Regions from separate parts of the Mus musculus genome. Here regions 1, 2, 3 and 5 are each linked to region 4. The links are chromatin contacts, called in public promoter capture Hi-C maps. All regions are on one chromosome and are shown on one strand. Each heading gives the region's core, a stretch centred on a gene start, on an enhancer-like site or on the middle of the called end of the contact. The rest is flanking DNA. Distances are from core to core; before and after follow the strand shown. Region 1 holds the start of Galnt2 (polypeptide N-acetylgalactosaminyltransferase 2). Region 2 holds the start of Nup133 (nucleoporin 133). Region 3 holds the start of Dnaaf1 (dynein, axonemal assembly factor 1). Region 4 holds the start of Map1lc3b (microtubule-associated protein 1 light chain 3 beta). Region 5 holds the start of Urb2 (URB2 ribosome biogenesis 2 homolog (S. cerevisiae)).

Evidence for each region. Promoter capture Hi-C pulls out the DNA fragments that hold promoters and counts their contacts. Capture Hi-C pulls out chosen DNA fragments and counts their contacts.
Region 1: a promoter capture Hi-C map of pre-B cells shows a contact between it and region 4, with 5 times the contacts expected there. The contact joins the promoter of Galnt2 here to the promoter of Map1lc3b in region 4. A contact is called at or near these places in 2 of 39 promoter capture datasets (liver and pre-B cells) and 1 of 115 datasets of contacts at active chromatin or transcription factors (embryonic stem cells).
Region 2: a contact with region 4 is called in a promoter capture Hi-C map of pre-B cells, with 2.9 times the contacts expected there. The contact joins the promoter of Nup133 here to the promoter of Map1lc3b in region 4. A contact is called at or near these places in 1 of 39 promoter capture datasets (pre-B cells) and 2 of 9 other capture datasets (adipose tissue and liver).
Region 3: a promoter capture Hi-C map of pre-B cells shows a contact between it and region 4, with 2.9 times the contacts expected there. The contact joins the promoter of Dnaaf1 here to the promoter of Map1lc3b in region 4. A contact is called at or near these places in 1 of 39 promoter capture datasets (pre-B cells), 1 of 484 Hi-C or Micro-C datasets (CD4 T cells), 1 of 115 datasets of contacts at active chromatin or transcription factors (thymic regulatory T cells) and 1 of 9 other capture datasets (liver).
Region 5: a contact with region 4 is called in a promoter capture Hi-C map of liver, with 5 times the contacts expected there. The contact joins the promoter of Urb2 here to the promoter of Map1lc3b in region 4. A contact is called at or near these places in 2 of 39 promoter capture datasets (embryonic stem cells and pre-B cells) and 2 of 9 other capture datasets (adipose tissue and liver).

The regions. Positions count from the first base shown.
Region 1 is chr8:124,229,966-124,232,665 of GRCm38.p6, forward strand. It overlaps Galnt2 (polypeptide N-acetylgalactosaminyltransferase 2), which reads left to right and starts at 1,429. Exons shown (of 16, transcript NM_139272.2): 1 at 1,429-1,684. The coding sequence starts at 1,562.
Region 2 is chr8:123,947,880-123,950,579 of GRCm38.p6, forward strand. Nup133 (nucleoporin 133) reads right to left here and starts at 1,386. Exons shown (of 26, transcript NM_172288.2): 1 at 1,119-1,386. The coding sequence starts at 1,297.
Region 3 is chr8:119,573,881-119,576,580 of GRCm38.p6, forward strand. It overlaps Dnaaf1 (dynein, axonemal assembly factor 1), which reads left to right and starts at 1,355. Exons shown (of 12, transcript NM_026648.4): 1 at 1,355-1,587. The coding sequence starts at 1,482. It overlaps Hsdl1 (hydroxysteroid dehydrogenase like 1), which reads right to left and starts at 1,295. Exons shown (of 5, transcript NM_175185.5): 1 at 1,212-1,295.
Region 4 is chr8:121,589,014-121,591,713 of GRCm38.p6, forward strand. Map1lc3b (microtubule-associated protein 1 light chain 3 beta) reads left to right here and starts at 1,425. Exons shown (of 4, transcript NM_026160.5): 1 at 1,425-1,551. The coding sequence starts at 1,512.
Region 5 is chr8:124,020,077-124,022,776 of GRCm38.p6, forward strand. Urb2 (URB2 ribosome biogenesis 2 homolog (S. cerevisiae)) reads left to right here and starts at 1,421. Exons shown (of 10, transcript NM_001368414.1): 1 at 1,421-1,450. It overlaps Taf5l (TATA-box binding protein associated factor 5 like), which reads right to left and starts at 1,321. Exons shown (of 5, transcript NM_133966.3): 1 at 1,113-1,321. Mir1967 (microRNA 1967) reads left to right here and starts at 2,565; the gene lies at 2,565-2,646.

The sequences.
Region 1 (2,700 bases), core at 179-2,678, 2.6 Mb after region 4:
CCTCTTCCACACTCAGCAATATGACTAACTTTCTGTTTTGCTTTTGTAGTAGCAGTTTTGCTGTCCTTTGACTTCTCAGATAGGAAGCATTTGGAGGCAGGGCTCCGGGTGGGGACTTTCTCTTCTGTCCTCTGCAGTTTTCAACAGATACTGATGCTGATGCTATGCTGGGGGAGGGGCCACTTGCTTGTCTCTTTCCTGCTCTTTGGGGTTTGTCCTGCTTCCTCTTCTTTCCCTTCACTCCCAGGCCTCTGAGGGGCAACAGTTGTTCCCACTTATCTGACTGTCCCCAAGACTCTTGGGTGTTTTCAAGCCTGTCATCTCTTCAGTATTTTACAAATCTCTTCCCTGGTCAGTACAGTGCTCGGATTCTAGTACTTGGAACGGAACTTCTTAGGGTATGAGAAACCTGTCTTCTGTGAAGGGTGTTTGCAGAATGGGGTGCCTGGTGGAATGGGGTGCCTGGTGGAATGGGATGTCTTCAGGAATGGGGTGTCTTCAGGAATGGGGTGTCTGGTGGAACTAAGAGGCTTTCCCTTCTCACTTCTGAGAAGTCTGAAGTTCAGGTGAGGCTCAGAATCCTGGTAGCCCAAGGCTTGCGGTGCTCTTTGTTCAGGATTGGGCAGACTGCCGCCCAGGGAGTTCCTTCCTCCTGCAGTGTGGGCAGATCTCAGAAATATTTGCAGGCTCTCAAGTACTGGAAATTCTTTTCCAGACACAGGGACTTAGAGTCACAAGGTCATGGACAAGGTTACAGTCACCAGAGCTGCTGTCAGGGAACTCGCTGCTGCCTGCTCTATTAAGTGGGTTACTATGCTCACCTCATTCCTTCAAGAAAGCAACCAATAAAAAACCGAAAAGATTTAAAAACATAAATTACCATCTATCTCCCCTCTTTTTCACGTTTATTTAAAACCACCACCATTCCATTTTGCTTTTAAGAGCAGGAAGGGTCATCCTTACAAGCAAGCGCCTTGAAATCTACCTTCCCTGTCTTAGTCTTGTTCAGACCACAGGGCAGTGCATTCCTGTTATCCCAGGACTCAGAAGTCTGATGCAAAAGGAGTGCTGCGAGATTGAGGCCAGCATGGGCTGGATGGTGAGTTCGAGGTCAGTCTGGATTATAGGATGAGACCTTATATTAAAAAAGAGAAAGCACAAATAAAAAATAAAAACCCAAGAACCCACTATTGCCCAAATAGTGAATGTGACGGATGGCGGGCCGGGGCGATCTCTGCAGACTGGCCCATTCCAAGTCTTTGGGGAACCGCGCGTCCGCGCCCGCTGCCTCCACCTGCCACTCCCGGGGGCGCGCAGTGGGCGGGGCGCCGCTGCCATGGAGACTCGGCTCCGCCCCCGCGCCCGCCCCTCAGCGTCGATTGGTCGCCCTTTGCTCCCTGACCCCGCCGCTGGGCCGCCGCTTCCTGCCGGGCGCCGAGCGCCGAGCGCCGAGCGCCGCCCGCCGAGCGCCGCGTCTTCCCGCGCCGCCGCCCCGAGCTCCGCCCGCCGCGCGCTCCGCCCGCCGCGCCGCCAGGCTGCCCGGCGGCCGCCCAGAGCGAGGATGCGGCGGCGCTCGCGGATGCTGCTGTGCTTCGCGCTGCTCTGGGTCCTGGGCATCGCCTACTACATGTACTCGGGGGGCGGCTCCGCGCTGGCCGCGGGCGGGGGCGGCGCCGGCAGGAAGGTGAGTGCCGCGAGGCCTGTGCGCCGACCCGGGCCTGCAGCGGGGAGGCGCCGTGCACCGAGAGTGCTCCCCGGCTCGGGGCAGCAGATGTGGGGACCCTGGCCGGGACGCGCGCCTCAAGTTTTCTCCGGGCCCTCAGGCCAGCGGCGCGAGCTCCGGCCCTGTCCGGCTCACCCGCGGCTCTGGGTGCAGCGACTTGCCTCCCGCATGCGGGGCGCGGGCACCCGGAGCCACGTACCGCCCTGCGCCAGGATCTTGGAGGCTGTTATCTCGCTGGCGACACTGCGCTCCACTCCCTGTGCCGGGATCATAGGGACAACCCTTCCGCCGGACTCCCTGCCCCCTGCTCCGTACTCCGCCCAGATCACCCCGGAGCCCCACTCCCTGCTCCGGGATCTTGGGGATCGTTGTCACCCGAAACCCGGTGCTCCCCGAGCCACATTCCGCCCAACTGGAACCCGCGACCCTCTCGTCTTGCGCCCAGATCTTGGGGACCTTGGTCGGGCTGGAACCCTGGTGCTCCAGTGATCAGAGGCGTGATCCCTCCCTATCCTCCCCATCCAGCACCCCGGCAGTGAGGTCGTACCGTGGTTCTGTCAGACCTCCCGTTCTACTTGCTACACTGCCCACCTCGGCCCTTGGCCGCTCACGGCGGCGGGAACTACCTAGCCTTTTGCGCTTGCATTTCCTAACCCCAAGTCCGCATTTCCTAACCCCAAGTCCCTCCTCGGTGTGTGTCTCTGGTGGGTTCGGTAGTGAGGCCGGGAGTCTTAGAGCTTACAGGTTCTGATTCGGCAGTCATCTCGGCTTGGGTACCGAGTGGACACCGAGCGAGCGTGGGATCCTTGCCTTGGTTGGTGCTGTCTAGGCTGTTGTATTCTCTCCTGAGGGGTTTGTGGTGTTTTACTAGCTAACGAGCTTCGAAATATAGTTATCTTTTCCAAAGATTTGTAGCCCTCCTTACTTGATTTTGAGTAACAGTACACGACCAGAAAAGAATGGAGGTAGATCGCGGC
Region 2 (2,700 bases), core at 136-2,635, 2.4 Mb after region 4:
TTTTGAGCAAAAATGATGTATCAGAACATATATGCATCTTACTATCTTTTTAACCCATCATATATACATATATGTGTGTGTGTGTATATATGTGTATATATATATATATGATTGTATGATAGATAGATAGATATCGAAAAGCAAGTGCTCTTATCCCCAGAGCCATCTTTCCATCCCAGAAATTCACTTTTGAAAGATGAACAGAAGAAATTCTTCTAGAAAAAGGTAACCCAATTCTGAATTTTCGTGTTAATTACATTGAGGAGGGTAACAATTCTACTATACATGTGGACTTGGCAGCACACCAGCATCTTTAGTGAAGCACGCTCTCTCTCTCTCTCTCTCACACACACACACACACACACACACACACACAAAGTGCTTTTATGTAACCTAGTCACAACCATCACATTTTGTGGCCCAAGTCCTTTAACTGCCAATCAGTATGTAGTAATAAGCATTTGCTAGGCACTGAGAAAACATTTTTGCCAGGTTTGTAGGCTCTTACCATGACTCAGATAGGTGTACTGAATCCTGAGATGCTGAGATCCTGACTTAAAGCTGGAAGTGTTAAACAAAATGATGGTAGCCAGACAAGCTACTGCATGCTTGAAATAGAAGAATCTTAAAAGTGGATTGAGCAAAGTCAGCCTAGGGTACGTAGCATGGGCTGTCCCAAAGTGGACAGGACTGAGTTCCAGGCTGCATTCCTACACTATATCACAAAAAGACTACACCAGACCAAATGTTACTCGTGTCAAACGCCACAGAGTCAAACCACAACTTTAAACAAACAGCAGCCCGACACTGACCTGTGTCAACATAATAAAGAAATGACTTTTTAATCTTTACAATAATCTGAAGTATGTTCCTACCTTGCAAGCGTAGTGCTCAAAAGGTTCTTTCATTCTTTTCTGTAGCGCGGAGACAGAGTGAATCCATGGGTCCAATAAAGAGTTAAACAGAGAACGGGCAAAACGAGGGCCACCATTAAGCAGCGACAATAAAACGCGAGAATGACCAGAAGTACTTTCGAACTCTGCGGCAGCTTACCCCACTGCCAGGCTCCACCTCCCCGCTGTGGAGCGGACCCCGCTGGTCCCCGAACCCCCACTTACCGTGAGCTCACCGAGCTGCGCCGGCCTGCGGGCGAGAACAGCACGGGCGAGTTAACCGCAGATCCCAGAGACAGACCCCTCCTGCTCGCTCTAGGCGTGGACGTGGGCCCGATCCCGACTAGCGGACCGCGTCGGGTCCCCGGCCCTGGGGTTCGCGGAGAGGAGACGCTCGGAAACATGTTTGCAGAGAGCGTGGAGGAAGCGGCACTCGCGGGCTAATAGCGAGAACCTCGCGCGCCCGGAGCTTGAACACCTGAGGGGCGGGAAGGCGCCTAGAGATGACGTAAGGGGGCGCTCAGCGAGTAGGGAGGGGAAGGCGCATGGCAATGACGTCAAAGATCGGCGCCGAGACTCGGGGCAAGGTCGGAACTGGGAGCGCTTTGTTGACGTCACATCCAGTACCGGGGAGGGGCGGGGCAGGCGATTTGGAGTCCTGCGACCCGATTCACCGCGGTGGATCCAGTGCTCCGGACCGAGAGCTTGCCAGAAGCGCCGGTCTCCGGCTGGAGCTGACCCTCCGCGGCGAGCGTGGGCTGGGGAAGGAGGCGCCCGTGGGCGGAGCTGAGGAAGTCGCGCTCTGGGCGGCGGTGGTGTGCTCACAGTTTTTCCCAACCTAATTCAGATCGGTTCAGGCTTGTTCTTCGTTCGATTGTCTGGGCTCTGCAGCGGGTTGCAGCTTTTTGCTTTCCAGGCACAGCTTGCATTTTGATGGGTCTGTCCTACTGCCGGAGATTCGGAAATGACAGTGCCCCCAGTCCCCGGGCATGTTCACTCTCATCGCTGCCCCTGAAGTTCCAGACCCTAGTAGAAGCCGATAGCAGGCGTGCACACAGTTCTGTTAGTCCTCTGCGGCTGTTTCGGAAGACCGTAGTGTGTGTATGGGGGTGTCTTTTCCATTCTGCTCCCCACATTACTAAACAGTGAACTGAGATTAGCCCGAGGCTGTACTAGAGTTTGTAAATATTCAGGGCTGATAACTGCCCAGGGACCCTTGCTGAACTTGTGAGGTCCCTTGTTACTTCGGGTGGCCTTTCCTTTTCGGTTTTTTCATTGTGTCCCACTTAGACAACATTGTAGCCAGACTTTTGACCACTTTATGGGTTCCTATTTCTACCACTTGTCTCCCTCTCAACCCCCCAACACTAGGTAGGAGAAAGAAGGCTAGAGGAAAAGGGGGCTTCGATATCCGTAGACTACTTCCTGCTGATAGAGGCATCGAGTTCCTTGGGGCAGTTTTGATCTTTTAAGAGCTCAGAAAGCCAGAAGGAGGGCATTGGACTCTGAAGTTAGTTACAGGGGGGTTGTGCGCCACCTAGCATGGGTGCTGGGAATTGAACTCGGAAAAAAAAAGAAAAGCATTTAGAAGTAGCTACTTGAGCCAGGTGTGGCTGCACACACCTATAATCTCTGTAGGACCAGAAGTTGTTCAAAGCCACCCTGGGCTACATGAGACACTGTCTCAAATGCCAACAAACAAACCCAATTACCTGAGAGACCATTATGGACACAAGGTTGTTAGGCATATCAGAAGTAAATACAGTGGGAGGGGGTAGGGGGAGAGAGAACATGGAAGGGAGGAGTC
Region 3 (2,700 bases), core at 105-2,604, 2.0 Mb before region 4:
GCTCAGCAGATTGTTTTTGCTGTGCAAGCTTAAGGACCTGAGCTGAGGTCCCCAGCAGTATCTAAGAGTGGGTATGTAAGCAGAACCAATTTGTAATTTCAGTATTGGGAAGAAAGGAGCAGACGAGAGGACCCTGGGGGCCAGTCAGTCAGTCAAACATAAAGAAAACTCTTGAGTTCTGTGAGAGACGTTTTCTCGAAAAATAAGGTTGCAAGTGACAGACACTGACCCGTAGCCTCCACACCCACACATAAATAAACAACACTCCCCCCGCCCCAACACACACACACACCCTCCACTGATAAAGTAACGTTGGACATGGCGCGTCTGTAATATTTTAGCAATGACTAGGGTCACTCTGAAAAAGCCATCCCACCCTTGGGAATGAAGTTACAACACCACCACCTGTAAAAAGCGGCTAACGCTTCTCCCCTACAACGAGAATTCGATGAGGTGACGCATAAAAAGCATTTGCAACAGTGCCTTCCCGCCACCCCTCAATAAACCGGAGCCACTAGGCAGGATCATCGCTCAGGGTTCGATGCTAGCGACCCCTATTCGTACTGACCCGAGTTTATGAAGAAGCTAAGAGCGCTGTCCCCGCGGCTTCACTTTATCCCCTTCCTCAATCGCACCCGGGTGTACTACACAAGAGGAAGGAAACGGACGCAACGACATCCCAGGATCTCAGCGAAGGCTCGGCCCAGAGCCCTGGCAGGTGGTCGTTGAGACTCCCCGTGGGAACCCGAACCCGCTGCGGTCACCGCCCAGGGGTGCGGCTGAGTCCTGGTAGCAGAACAGGGACTCCCTGCTAGTGTCCCATCCCTCCCCAGTGGCGCCGGGCACGGCCCAGCGACTCTGCAAAACCCACCGGGCTCTGCAGAAGCTGCGCGCTTTCTTCAGCAGCGCGGCCATTCTGCATCAGTCCTGAGACTTAGAACCTACTTAGACCTAGCGACCAGGAATAAAGGAGGATAAAGAGACACCGACAAAAGGGCCGTCCCGGGGCGTGTCGCCTGTGCGAGCCTCCTGCCGAGGACCAGGCCCGGGACACCTGCTCAGGGAGCTGAGCGGCTGCCTAGAGCGCGGAACCAGAGTTCCCCGCTACGGGGCGCGGCGGGGGGGAGGGCGTTCCCGAGGGTCGGGGTCCAGGGGGCGTGGCCAGGGACGGAAGCGGGGCGCGAGGGGCGTGAGGGGCGCGGGCGCAATACCTGCAGCGAGAGGCGCGGTCTCCGAAGCCCGTCCCGCCCGCTGCCCGCGCGGCCGCCGCCCCGGGACACCACCGCAGGTCCGCTACCCACGTGATCCGCGCACGCGCCCGGGTGCAGTTTCCCCCGTGGCCCCCCCTCGGCTAGGCCCGCCCTCGGCGGCGTAACTGACTGCGCGTGCGCACTGGTTGCCGCGGCGACCGGGAAAGCGTTGGACAGCCAACGACGCGGACCGTAGAGTATTAGGGCTGAGTGGTCGGGCCAGGAGTGAGCATGCACCCCGAAGTCTCTGAGCCGCCGGTGGACAGCGTGGCGGAGCCCAGTCTGGAGGAGTCGGCAGGCGATCACGGCGACGCGGGGCCAGGGATCCGTAAAGAAGGTGCCTTAGCGCTGGGAAGCCAAAGGGGCGAGGGCTCGTGTCCCTCACACATGCCCATTTCACTCAGCTGGGGACAACCAGCACCCCTCACACATACCCATCCATACAGCTACAAGAACAGCACCTTTATTGATATGATCAATCCAGTACATATAGAAGACCCATTATTTATTCCATGATAATTTATTAGATACCTTCCTGTGGCTGGGAATTGTTTGCAATGAGTGTAAGACACAGTTCCCAAACAGTGTTCAGCGTCATTCAACAAACCACAAGTACAGAGAGTTCATCAGCTCTTGACGTTACATTTATCTAAGGCTTCTAGAGGCGCCTTGCAGGGTAAAAGTGCTTGCAACACAATCCTCCAGACCTGAGTTTGAATCTCAGAAGTACATACATGCAGAGGTTAAGATCAACCATGTGATTGCTGGGACTTGAACTCTCGGAACCTTCTGTAGAGCAGTCAGTACTCTTACCCGCTGAGCCATCTCTCCAGGCCCTGGAAAATGTCTTTCATATTTAATAGTGTGCACAGGGTTCTAACATCCAAGGAGAGACCAGCCCAGAACAAAGCTTGCTTCTTTTACACAGGTTTGAGCGATCAAACTGATCACACCCTGTTCTTGTGTGTGCTTTTATCAGTGAGTTGTTTTTATGTTGCCGCCCCTAAGTTACACTTTGAGCAATTAAACACGTTTACAGGAGTGGGAACTGTAGGTGCTCACACCTGGCAAAAGGGGTAGGGGGGAGATTTACACAGCAAACTGCATCACAGTTATCTCTGAACCAAAGTGGGGAGAGACAGAGCTCTTGCCCTGTCCCAGAGCTGCCCTTCTGCTGTCCCTGGTAAGAGAAATGGGCTTGCGGGCTGGAAAGTTGGCTCAGCGGTTAAGAACACTGACTGCTCTTCCAAACGTCCTGAGTTCAATTCCCTGCAACCACGTGGTGGTTCACAACTATAATAGGATCCATGGCCTCTTCTGGTGGGTCTGAAGACAGATACAATGTACTCATATAAATAAAATAAATCTTTTTAGAAAGAGAGAGGGGGGGGGCTTGATGAACTTCTGTTCTGTTGAGCAGATTTTAACAGAAACATCTAAACTAGAATTA
Region 4 (2,700 bases), core at 175-2,674:
ACACCAGATCTGGCTTCCATTTTGACTTTTAGCCTGGTCTCTTGCACCTCAGACCAGAAGCTTCATACAAAACAACAAAGTTCGGGCAATTAACAATGCAAAGCAAGCAAACAAAGGAAAGTAACCAGCCCTCAGGATTTCACTCCATAATGTGTTTTCAGCTTTTCCCGGTCACAGAGATGTAGAAGATCCCTTGGACAAACAGCACTTGAAGAAGGTTATTTCCATTTAAAGGAGGAAGTCTGGGCTGTAGGGATAGTACAGTGTCAGGTGGTAGGTCTGCAGGGTCACAAGGCTGGCTCAGATGTGGCATCACTGGGGGTGGGATGGGGGTGAGGTGGCTGCTCCACACTCTAGACCTGTCTGTCACCTGCTCCTACAAACTGAAGATAGGAAGTAGCTTGAGGCCCAGAGAAAGTGCTAAACCGTGGCTGACTGACCATTGGCCTGGCCTGAGGAGACTGAAACCTGTCCTAGCCTGTAATCAGGCCCAGGCTCAGCAGGAGTCAAAGTGAGGACATGCCTGTGATAAAGCCACCCTGGGGTCACCTGAGGTAGAAGGATCTGTCTGAGAAGGGACAGCTGAGATAAAGCTCTTGGGACAGAACTGTGCTCTGTGGCTTTCCAAGGTGGATCCTGTCGGGATCAGGCCTCTGCTGCAGTTCCTGGACACAGTCTGATTGCTCACCAACCAAAAAAATCTAAAAAAACAAAAAACGTGATAGGTGGTAGTAAGGAAATGAGGGCACACATGGGCTAGCACCCTGGAAAGATAGGTGAGCCATGCCCCTCAAATTCCATGCTCAGCAAGCTCAGACACATAAAAGGGCTTTTATGGGAAGAGAGAGTGGACAGGTTGCACAGCAGGTGTTGTCATCGTCTTTCTTTTTGCTGGAACAAGTCATTGATCTTGCCCTCCAGTGACAAGTCTGTAGTCCCTAAGACCTTGCTTCTCTGCGACTTCGACTTAGGAGTAAATACTTGTGTTTATGGCAGCACAAGACTCGCAGGGGAAGAGCCACAAGATCAGATCCAACCATAAGTCTCCAGACGTCTCCATAATCGTAAAGATTTAGCAGGCAAGACCACAAGTCAGTTTTTTGTTATTTGGGTTGGGGGTGGGTAGAATTTAGGAATATCAAATACAGCGGCAAGGGAGCGGACATTGGACCACCAGCTGGATCATGCAAGGACTGAAGGGGAATGAAGTCTGCAGGACTCCATCGCACCAGCGCCCGACCCACGCAGACAGTTAACAGATGCTCGCCCAGCGTGTGCCCAGCGAGCGCCCAGCGTAGCTGGCGTAGGCGCAGGCGCATGGCTTGGGCGCGTGCACGCTTGCGCGCCGCCGAGCTTCCGCCACGCCTGTCATGGCCGCTCTCGGGGGCCGCCCTCGGCCCCACCCTCGGTGACGCGCCGCGAGTCACCTGACTCGGCTGCGGACTGAGACACACACAAGGGAAGTGATCGTCGCCGGAGTCAGATCGTCTGGCTCGGGACCCCCGCGCGCCATGCCGTCCGAGAAGACCTTCAAGCAGCGCCGGAGCTTTGGTGAGCCCCGCGGGCCCGGGGATGGGAGATCCGGGTGCCGGGAGCGCTGAATGCCCGGACGCCGGTGGTGTCTTGCGGGGCCGAGACCCGGCGGGGCCCGGAGCGACGCAGCCAGTGGGATATTGGTCTCGGGGGGGTTCGGTCTCCGGGGTAGCTCGGGTGCTCAGCGTCGCCTTGGCCGTCGGTCGCCGATGGGCTCGGCGTCCCCTGCGGGACTGGAGGCCCGACCCCGGTGGCGTAGGGTACCGCAGGCTCTGCGCGCTTGGCTGTGTCCTTCGTGGGCCCCAGGTCCGGGCGCCCCGCAAGCCTCGGAGCAGCACCCAGCCGCCTTTGCACCCGAAGTCGTCTTGGGCATATGTGTGTGTGTGGAGGGGGGGGTGGCCTTTGTCTCATAACGGAAACTTAACAGCTGTTTTGTTTTGTTTGCTTGTACTGATCTTAAGTTATTCTGGAACAGCCCTCAAGAAAGGAGTGTGGGTTGGGGAAAATGAGCCGTGCACAAACATTAGCTCTGACGCGGGTCCCCAGAGTGGCCGGGGGTAATCTCTCCGAAGCTCCATCTGGCTTGCGATTGTTTTTCTCTAGATTGCCTTCCCTCTCTCCCTAACCCAGCTATTCTGAAGAAAGCGCGGGCATCCGATTGCTGCGGCTTTCCTTTGCTTTTTGACTTTATTGGACCTAAACTGGTGGGCACTGACAGTTGAGAGGTTCCCCACACAGATGTTCAAAGCGGCCCCTTTGAGGAGGCCAGGACCGGTCTTGCTCCTTTCCAGTGAGTTTGGAGGGATTTAGGTTGGAGCTCTAGAGTTTCCACTATCCAGACTGCGGGAATGTTTACAAGGTGGATGGATTTAGGTAGGGCTCACCCCAAACCGACCCTTTGTAGCTGAAGCACCTGGGTGGGGCTTAGGGCGGTGAAGCTCAGGGTCCGCCTAGTGGCAGAGTCCCATTAGCTTTCTGTTATAAATTCTTACACTTCCAGTAAGCAGCGATCATCCCCAGTGCTGTAAGGAAGGAGACTGGCAGCCAGGAGGCCCGTGTAGGCTTGCAGATTCTTAGAAGGACGCGCCCAATTTCCCAAGTTTAGAACTGATCACGTGATTTCAGGCTTCTCAAGTGGTTCCACTGAGTTTTTCTGGGGTGATCCAG
Region 5 (2,700 bases), core at 171-2,670, 2.4 Mb after region 4:
TGGAACCGTGACTTCAAGTAGTGTTCAATGAGCAGCGCTGGCGTCACACAAGGTCAAGCTAAAACAAGTCAGAAAAGAAGCAAAGCCCCTTCTTTTGTCCCCAGATGTTGTTCATAGATTGTGACAGAGTAACAAAAAGAATAACCAGTTACTAAGTAGTCAGAAGAGGTTTTTGCCTCTCTTCAGTGACAGAAGTACACACAAATCTCACAGTTGGAAGACTGTCCCAAAACACACGAACCAAATTTATTTATTACTGATGGCAAATACTGAAGGCACAAACTGACATTTTGGGTTTTCTGATTTAATATTCGCTTTATAGTTCATAAAACAAGGCTCTCATATGTGTATGTGTGTGTGTATGCACGTGTATTTAGACCAAGTCTCACTCTGTGGTTTAGACTGGTGCAGAACTCACTTCGTACACCAGGATGGCCAACAATTCGCAGCAATCTTTCTGCCTCAGCCTACAGAGTGTGGGGATTACGGAGTGCGCCACCACTACCAGCAGAGTCTGGGCTTAAATTACCCTCCCATTTTACAGGAGAAGAAACCGAGGCAGCAAGCTCGCCTGCTACACGGCTTGCAACTCTAAGTCTCTGCGGTCACCAACTCCATCCGTGACACTCAGCCCCAGGTTACAGCCAAAAAGTCTGTAACCTGGAGAAAGGCAGACTCCCTTCCTACTTCACTTTCTAATAGGGCGGGTCGGACTGGACGGGACTCCCGGCAGAGCCCCGAGGCTATCCTCCACCTGCCGGTCCCGGCGAAGGGGAAAACTCACCTCTCGACGCCGGAGCCACAGCGCCTGCGAGGTCCGCGGGGCCGCGTCTCCCCGCGGCAGCCGCGAGCCCTCCGTCCGCTGCCCACTTCCGCCGAGCGCCCTCGTGAGCTCGCAGTTGGCTCCGCGCGAGGGCGCCCGGCGGGGCCGCGGGGTCTCCGGGCGCGTGCAGCCGGGGCCGCCACGTGCGGGGTCGCTCGGACCCGCGCGCGCGCGAGCAGGGCCGGGACTGCGCAGGGGCGGGCGCGCGCGCGCGCGCTCTCCCGCCCGAGGCCCCTCCCCCGCGTCCCCTCCCCCCCCCCGCCCTGTCCCGCGCCCCGCCCGCACTCACTGAACATCCCAGGCGGCTCCCGCTGCCCCGCCGCCGCCCCGGCACCGGCTGCTTCCGTATCGGTTGCCCGCCGTAGGACTCCGTACGACGACCGGCTAGCCGGGTCCCCGCGCCCTACGTCCTCCCGCGCTCGCGGTTCTCGGTGGCCGCCCCATGACCGCCTGACGGAGCGGGCACGCCGGGCTAGGCCGCGGACGCGCGACGCCGCCGCGGCCAGGGCGCGCTCGGCGCTCCTCTAGCGATGTCTGCGTGACGCCCCTCCCCGCCCCGAGCCGTTGGCGTCAACGTCTGCCGGAAGCGCCTCCCTCACATGTGGCTCGCCGCCGTGGAGGTCCCAGGTGAGCGGACGGTTGGAGAGTTTGGGTTTCCTCTGCGCCGAGGCGCCAGTTTGGCGGATGCGGACACCAGTCCTAACAGGAGGGAACCGGCTGGAGAGCCGGGATCGGAGGAGCCTCTGCCCGAGGGAGTTCCCGCTATGGAACCCTGCTTGAGGTTCTGAACTGCTTTACCCCGAACTGAAGGAGCTCCACTTGAGAGAACCTTGATCTGAGGGAGACCCACGTTAGAGAGCACCCCGATCTCCTACACGGAGCTCGGACTCGAGGGAGCCCCGATCCAGGTAGTAGGATTTGAAGGTATCATGATAAACTAGAACCACCACCTCCTCCTCCTCCTCCTCCTCCACCACCACCACCACCACCACCACCACCACCACCACCACCACCAAAACCAAACTTTTTATTTGTATGGGTGTTTTATGTACACCCGCAGAGGATAAAAGAGGGGCGTTCCTCTAGAACTGGAGTGGTGGTTGTGAGCCAAGATGTGGGATATTGGGACTCGAACCTGGGTTCTCTGGAACAGCAGTAAGTAATCCTAACCACGGAGTCATCTTTCCAGCCCCCTAGAACATTGATTCTCAACCTTCCTAATCCTGCAACCCTTTGTTCATGTTGTGGTGACACGCCCCCCCCCCCCCCGCCATGAAGTTATTTTGTTGCTATATTATAATTGCAATTTTCCTACTGTTGGAAGCATAATGTGAATAAATACCTGGTTTGCAATCTTGTGGGCGTGTGACCCGCAGGTGGAAAAACCCTGCCCTAAACCCTTCCCGAGGTAGTCAGAGGGCGAGGACAGGAAGGGAGGCCTCTCAGTTCTGAAGGCCTGTAGTAAGCTTTCCAAAGTGCACAGTCTCTTGCCTCAACACAGCAGCGTGGTGAATGTTCTGTCAGGGTTTAAGCTAAGTTGTTTACCATAATGGAAACAAACTTTATGACTTTTAAAAACTCAAAAGGTTTAGCTGGGTTTCATAGCAAGTGTAGGTTGTTAATGTATCCTTTCCTTTGTTACTTGGGATTTTAAAGATTGTATATGGTTTTTGTCTACTGTAGCTGTGTGTGACGAGTTACTGTTACAGTAGAAGTAAGAGCATTTTTATTGAAATTAATGCCTGAATTCTGTTTCTTTCTCTCTTTGCTCCTTTTGTCTGACATTCATGAGGATCCTGGGGAGAAGATGCAGAATTCCCTGGAAATTGACTTACAGATCGTTGTGGGTGCTAGGAACTGGACTCGGGCTCTCTACA